Linked DNA regions of Arachis hypogaea: region 1 is linked to region 2. The links are chromatin contacts, called in public Hi-C maps. All regions are on one chromosome and are shown on one strand. The core of a region is the stretch at or near the end of the contact, and the rest is flanking DNA. Distances in the headings are between cores, read along the strand shown.

The links. Hi-C and Micro-C count contacts between places; a contact is called where the count stands out from the background.
Region 1: a Hi-C map of leaf shows a contact between it and region 2, with 4 times the contacts expected there. The contact joins the promoter of LOC112727286 here to the promoter of LOC140176698 in region 2. A contact is called at or near these places in 2 of 8 Hi-C or Micro-C datasets (both in leaf).

The regions. Positions count from the first base shown.
Region 1 is chr12:33,036,314-33,040,237 of arahy.Tifrunner.gnm2.J5K5, reverse strand. It overlaps LOC112727286, which reads right to left and starts at 1,441. Exons shown (of 5, transcript XM_025776968.2): 1 at 1,041-1,441; 2 at 86-325. The coding sequence starts at 199.
Region 2 is chr12:32,431,069-32,435,009 of arahy.Tifrunner.gnm2.J5K5, reverse strand. LOC140176698 reads left to right here and starts at 1,899. Exons shown (of 1, transcript XM_072208242.1): 1 at 1,899-2,762. The coding sequence starts at 1,899. The coding sequence ends at 2,762. It overlaps LOC112727282, which reads left to right. Exons shown (of 3, transcript XM_025776964.3): 2 at 178-256; 3 at 453-840. The coding sequence ends at 640.

The sequences.
Region 1 (3,924 bases), core at 192-2,691, 610 kb before region 2:
GATAAGAATGTTACGAGGTTCATGGATCAAAACAAAAGTGATATGAAAAGATGATTTCGAAGATGTAGAAGTTGTGAAGAAGTACCTCAATGAGATTGGAGCCACGGAGAGAGACAACCTGCATGATGGATTGACCATCTTGAAGGGTAATGTGCCGTTCCTCCGTTGCTCTCTTCAAATTCTTCCTTCCTCCTCTCATGGCGAAAATTCACTTCTCCTAAATCAACTTAAACCTAATTTCACCACAGCAGAGCTAACAATGGTGCATTCACTCTGGCAGTGGTATATTTCACTGTGGAGCTCTAAGCTCCTGGAATTGGTTTCCCTGCGGAAATCAGAGTCATTATTGTTAGACATAACTAATGCAAAAAAGATAATAAACTACCAAGATTAGCATTTCCTTTTGTTTGATACAATAATAAAATAAAAATAACATTTTATATACTTTTTTTATATACTTAAAGGAAAAAATATCTACAACAGTGGAGCTAGGATCCAAGAATAAACTTGGTCAGGACTCAGGAGCAGTACCTATGCAAAATAACCAAAATAACCAAAACAGAACAAAACCCAGCAACACCATAACCTATTTGCCTTTTTTTTATGGTTAGCAGAAGCTCTAAGAGAGCACAGTAGCAGTCCAACGACCATGTCATACAAGTTCAAAGAAAGAGAAAAACGCAGCTCAACAACAAAAATAAATCAAACAACAAAAACCATCAATAGGATAACACTAGGCATATCAAATTAGGTATACAGTATCTATTTTCGTAAAATTTCATAAGACATCTGAACTGATTCTGTTCACCAATTTTGTCTCTCCCTCACTCACTTAACAGTGACATAATTCTATTTGCCACTTCCAGTTTTCACACCTTGAACCATAAGACAAATTATCATAACTCTAACTATTTGCCTATTACATCTGCTCTCACCTTCTAAGCTATTAACACCAAAAACTCAAAACCATATATCTGCACAAACACATTATTAGAAAGCAACTAAATATACTAATTAGAGAAAATAGAAAAAGAACGAACCAGAAACAGGACAGCTGAGGAGAAGCAGACTCAGAAGCACGAGCGGAGCAGCCGAGCAGGACAAAAAGCAGCGGCGGAAACAGAAGGGGACGCAGGAGGCGAACGAAGCAGCCGCGGGCGGAGGAACCAGAGGCAGAGGCGGATTCAAAAGCACGAGCCCGGACGCAGGAGGCGAACCAGTTCTCTCTTCTCTGATCTCTCTTGGAGGCTAGTGTGACTGTGTGAGTGTGAGAACGGAGACGCTGGAGTTGAACGGAGCAGGAGGAGACGTGGAAAACGTAGCTACAATTGCCGGAGGCGCTGACTCTGGCCGAGTGGGAAAACAGAGGGGGGGAAAGGAAGGGGAGAAGAGGAAGGTAGTAGTAGCAGCAGCAAGAGCAAAGGGTAGTTGGGGCGGGTTCAGATCATATAGGGTTTCTTTTGATTTTTTTAAGGGTAAAGAATTTTTTTTAAGTTACCAAAAAAAAATATATTTTTTAAATTTTATCAAAAATTTTAAAATTATTTTTAATTTTTAATTTTATTTTTAACATTGGAATTAAATTTTAATTTTAATTTTATTTTTAATTTTTTGATTATCAATAATTAATCAAATTTTTTTATATAGAGTTAATAAAAAATGAAAATAAGCATTATACCTGTCCAAGTGGTATAAAACGCACAATACTCAAGAAATGGAGCTTTTTCAAAAAAAATCTTTATGACAGTTCTACAAAAAGAGAGATGATGGTTGAGCTCATGAGAATAAGTACTACTTGTAATATATATTCTATCTGCGGTTATTTAATTCGGACCAATTCATTCGAATAGGGTTATTTATTCGACTCGTTGTGGATAGAATAGAGTGCAGTGCGAGTTTGTCTGCGAATAGAATAAGGTACGAATTTAGGATATACTCTATCGAATCTTATTCGCACAATATCTAAAAATTATGTATGTAATGAAAAAAAAAGAATGTTAAAAGCACAATTTTTCTTTTATAAAAATTTGAAATAACCACTAAATTAGTTGATAATTATATTATTTGTAATTTTATATTAGGTTTTTTAAAATTTTATATTGTTTTTAATTTTAATTTAAACTTATTTTTTATTTTCTATTTTATTAATATGTATGAAATTTAGAATGGTTGAGTTTTATATTTGTTTAAAAAAATTTTATTTTTCTACAAATAACAAGTAAGATAGAGTTTAAAACTTTAGGATGCGGCTAGAGTTAGGATTGAGAGATTCTCAATTCGCAGATAGAATTGGATCAAATTTTAAAAAAAAAATTAACCCGTAAATAAAGTTAGGTAGAGTCCAAACCTTAACATACTCTACCCATTACCAGCCCTGAGAATACGAGATAAAAATAGATTTGATGCCTTCTGAATTCATTAGCGAGTTTCATGGCTTGAAAGAATAACTCTCTAAGACTTATTCTCAAACACCTAAGAGTTTCGATCTAATCAAATTTTTCACATTAGGTACACTGTTTGGTCATTTGATTCTTCTGCTAGTGAATTATCTGGTGTAGAAGCATACATGATTTCTACACATGTAGAAATGTGATGTCATTGTAAAATCTTGACAGGTATATGTAAAAAAACATTTTTATTGTTGCAGTATTGTGCAGGACGTGTACAATAATTATCATGTAGAGGAGTGCGTTGGTTTTCGTTGAAGATGAAGTAGATTAACACTAATTAACAATTAATAATAACGGATTGTGATGATGGACTGAATTTTTTTTGGCATAGTGAGTGTATTCAAGTAATTACAAAAAGCATTCTAATTAGTTGGTTAGGTGCATATAGGTTGAGCCAATATAATTATCTGTTTTGTCTTTTGAGTAGATAAAAAATGTTTAAAATAAACTAACGATACATTTAAAAGTGAACATTTAGAAAAAAAAATCATAACATGGGATGCAGATGAAAAGAAAAAAACGAAAATGTTTGGCTTATAGAGAAGTAGTGTATAATGGGGTTTTAAATGAATTTTGTTAGTTAATCCTAATACAAACATATAATAAGAAGTAATATGAATAATTATGCAATTATAGTGCTGTGAACAGATGCATGAAGCAAGAGAAAACGGAAAAAACGAACGTCTGATTTATTTTTCTATTCGTTACAATATATTTTAGATTTCTGTTATTATTGTCTTTATTCTTTTTCTCTGAATATTTGAAAAATATGATAAATATAAACTTATTAATATAGAAATTTTTTATTTTTAATAAATAAATTAATTATAATAATTATTGAAATAAATATTTTAAAAAATTATTACCGAAATAAATACCCCTCTTTTATTATCGTCTCTTTTACCTCTTTCTAATCATATTATCAATACATACGACGATGACGTGCGCAGTTGGTAACGATGGAGACATCAACAGGCTGAACGAAACTTCGAATTACGCCGGGGCAGCCGACTTTGAGGTTAGTTTTGCTGTGTTAAATTTTGTGCAATCCTCTATAGACATATTTTTGTATGTACCCATGGTTAGGGTAGTCGCAAAGAACTAGAGTATAGTTTGTAGAGTTAAGAATAGGTCGCTTGTAGAAATTTAGAACTCTATTTAATAGTGGTAGGTTATTGCTACGACATAGTTATTAGTTTAGAACTCTATTTTATCTGTAGTAGGTTGTTACTACTTATTATAATCTTCTAGTTAGGTTTTTTTTAGTATCAAATATATTAAAATGAACAGAATACTATTCTTCGAAAAAGCAAGTAATTAAAGATGTAAATATGTTCTTAATTAGGAATATCTTTAACTTAGAAAGAAATATTTATTTAACTTTAATATTTTTTATACTAAAAAGATCCTATTACAAAAGCTTTAAAATACTTAAAAACAGTGTAAGCAGTGTTTATAAGGTATCTCTTACCCT
Region 2 (3,941 bases), core at 650-3,149:
TTGTCAAACACACCTAAGACTATTTTTGGAGTAAGTTCTTTTTTATTCCCTTGAAATGTTTACTCAACTCCAACAATAGAGAAGGTGAAAAAGAGTTCCATGTAACACATGCAACAAATGCAATGACGTTTTTTCTTTTTTTTTTTAAATTATTTTTATTTTGAATGAATTTTGTAGCAGGAAGTTGTCCTAAGGGTTTCTTTGCACTGCAAGGGTTGTGAAGGGAAAGTGAGGAAACATCTCTCCAAAATGCAAGGTATTTATCCTTCTAATTGGGCCTCCTAAATATCCTTTCCTAATTAGTTATTACAAGGATATTAGTAAAATATAGACTATATTATTATCTTATTATTGTCGCACCTAAAAAAATGGTTTCTTTTAATTTCTAATTAATTAACAACATTTTAGGCCATGCCTCTAATTAAGGGTGATAATAATTTTAATTTTGGCAGGAGTTAGTTCCTTTAAAATAGATTTTGCTTCAAAGAAGGTGACAGTTGTTGGGGATTTGACTCCATTGAGTGTGTTGACAAGCATATCAAAAGTGAAGAGTGCACAATTTTGGTCAGCAACTACTGATTCAGCTGTTGGATCTAGTTATTATGGTACTTTAGAAACAAACAACAAATATGTTATCTAATTGAAATGGGTATGAAGTGGAATAGTGATGTTGTTACTGTATAAGGTATATGAGTGAAACTGGACATTAGTTTGATTATTGCATATGCAAATGTTAGAAGTGTAGCTGTGGGTTTTATGAATTAATTTTCTTATGCATTCATTAATAGTGTATAAAACAATGTGTTTTGTTCAATAAAAACTTAACAACATATCATCTTATTGTTTGGGCTTCATTTTGAAAACCATGACATGATAGTTTGCTGAATTCTTATTGAACAGAAAGATAATTATTGATAACTAATAAGATTTTGTGTAATATCTATTACGTAATTGATGTTATTCACTATCTCATTTAGCTTTACAACCTCAACTATGTATATATTGTGAGATATATTTTTAAAGGTAGAAACTCAAGTGCAGTCGATTTCACGTGTAGTTGATAGCTGAGAGCCATTAGATGAAAATTTAGTCAAATCAGTCAAATTATCTAACCGTTCTCAATTATCAACTTCACGTGAAGTCGACTGCACCAGAGTTTCCACCATTTTCAAAATATGTAAAAAGCTATTTTGAAGAGTTAAATATCTTCATAGAGTTCTGACTTATTCAAAGGTGGTAACTATTTGAAAAGTTATCTCTATTGAAAGGTTGTAACTATTTGAAAAGTTACGAATGTTGAGTACGTAGCTGCATGTTGCACGTACCTATAAATTTTTCTCATTTCATTATTGTCATAGATCCATCTCAACACTTTCTTTATGCGCAAAAGAAAGAATAGAGAATATTATTCTGTAAATTATTATTTAGTGTAAGGCTTGACTGTGTGAGTGCATAAATAAGTCAAGTATTCTTCATTGTATCCTACAGGAAATTCGCCAGTAACCCATTTTGAACACCATTGTACATTGATGGGGCAAATTAAGCCTAAAAAAAAGTGTGTGTAACACACGCCTTGAAAAATTGCGCTATTTGATTCACTAACCCTTTTTCTCATAACTCACAATCTTTAGGCTTAATTGTTCACCAATAAAACAAAAATGGCCACCGCATCAATTATGGAGATGACGTCGAATTTTATCAAGTTAAAAAGATTTTATGGTAAAAATTTCATACGATGGCAAAAGAAGATGCACTTCCTTCTCACAACACTAAAAGTAGCATATGTTCTTACCATACCAAGACCTCCAGAAATTGAAGGGGAGGCCATTGCAGGAACTTGAGCCAGACAAAAATGGGACAACGATAACTATATATGCACTGGGCACATACTAAATGGCATGACTGATGCACTGTTTGATGTCTACCAAAATGTTGGGAGCCCAAAAGAATTATGGGACAAATTAGAAGCAAAATATATGGCCGAAAACACAACAAGTAAGAAATTTCTTGTCACTCGCTTTAATAATTATAAAATGGTTGATGGTAGATCTGTCATGGAACAACTACATGAAATTGAGCGTATTTTAAATAATTTCAAGCAACATAACATGCACATGGATGATATCATTATTGTATCTTCAATTGTCGACAAACTCCCTCCATCATGGAAAGAATTCAAAAGAACTATGAAACATAGAAAGGATGATATTTCTCGTGAGCAATTAAGTAATCACCTTCATCTTGAAGAAGAGTATCGTAAACAAGATGATACTAAAGAGCAAAATACTCATCCTAATCTTCACGTAATGGAAGATGGAAAATCCAATCAGCCCAACAAGAAAAGATACCAAGATTTTAATAAATCTCAAGGTAACAATGGTGATATCAGAAAGAATAAAAAGAAGGGAAATTATTTTCATTGTAGAAAACTAGGACATTTTAAGAAAGAATGTCATTTCTTAAAAACGAAGAAAGAAAAGAATGACATAGCAATAAAAGATAATCTTATTGCTGTTATTTCTGAGATCAACATGATTGAAGACATTGGGTCATGGTGGATAGACTCTGGTGCAACTCGACATGTTTGCAAGAATAGAAATTTTTTCAAGACATTCAAAGAAGAAAATAGGGCTATTCTGTACATGAAAAATGCATCAACTGTTCAAGTAATGGGCAAAAGAACCGTGAAACTTGAATTCACTTCTGGAAGAGTACCGACTCTTACTGATGTATATTATGTACCCGAAATCAGAAAAATTTAGTTTATGTACTTTTACTTAACAAGTATAGGTTTAAGCCTGTATTTGAAGAAGACAAATTTATTCTGTCTAAGGGTGGAGTGTTTGTGGGTAAAGGATATCTATGTGAGAATATGTTTAAATTAAATGTTGTAAATACTATTAATAATAATAATGTTTCTGTTTATATTGTTGAGTCCTGTGATTTATAGCATAATCGTTTATGACATGTTAATTTTCATAAATTAAATGATATGATAAAATATGATCTTTTTCCAAATCAATTAAAAATTCATATGCATGTACAACTTGTATATTAACCAAGATTAAAGAAATTCTAAATTATTATAATTAATACATTCTGATGTATCATGTATGTGATTTCCATGGTTGGCCTACTATAGATGGAAAGAAATATTTTGTCACTTTTATCGATGATTTTAGTAGATATTATTACATATATTTGATGCATTCTAAAGACGAAGTCTTGGATAAATTTAAGATTTTTAAAACCGAAGTTGAACATGAAACCTTTATTAAATGAAGGATATTCGGTGAGTACTTCTTTTTATCTAAGTATTAAATTAGTACCCAATACAAATTCGTCTATTTCACAAATTGAGTATACAAAAATAATTGGATGCTTAATGTATGCTATGACTTGTACTAGACCAGATATAGCATATGCTGTAGGTCGCTTAAGTCAGTATACAAGCAATCCAAATAAAGACCATTGACATGTTGTCCGAAGAATATTAAAATATTTGAAAGGAACAATAAATTATACTTTGTTTTATAGTGGTGAACCTTCTATTTTAGAAGGATATACAGATGCCAGTTGGATAAGCTATACAGAAGATCATGCATCAACAAGTGGTTGGATCTTTACCTTTGGTGGGGATACTGTTTCTTGAGGATCCAAGAAATAAACTTGCATAACGGACTCTACCATGGCTGCAGAATTTGTTGCTTTGGCAGCAGTAAACAAGTAATCTGAATGACTTAGATATTTATTACTTGAAATTTTAATTTGGCCAAAACTAATGGCACCAATCTCTATATATTGTGATAGCCAAGCAACATTATCAAAGGCTTATAGCCAAGTTTATAACGAAAAATCTAGACACATTGGAGTAAGACATAGCTATGTTAAAAATCTTATTGACAATGGAGTTATATCTATAAAATTTATAAGGTCAGAAC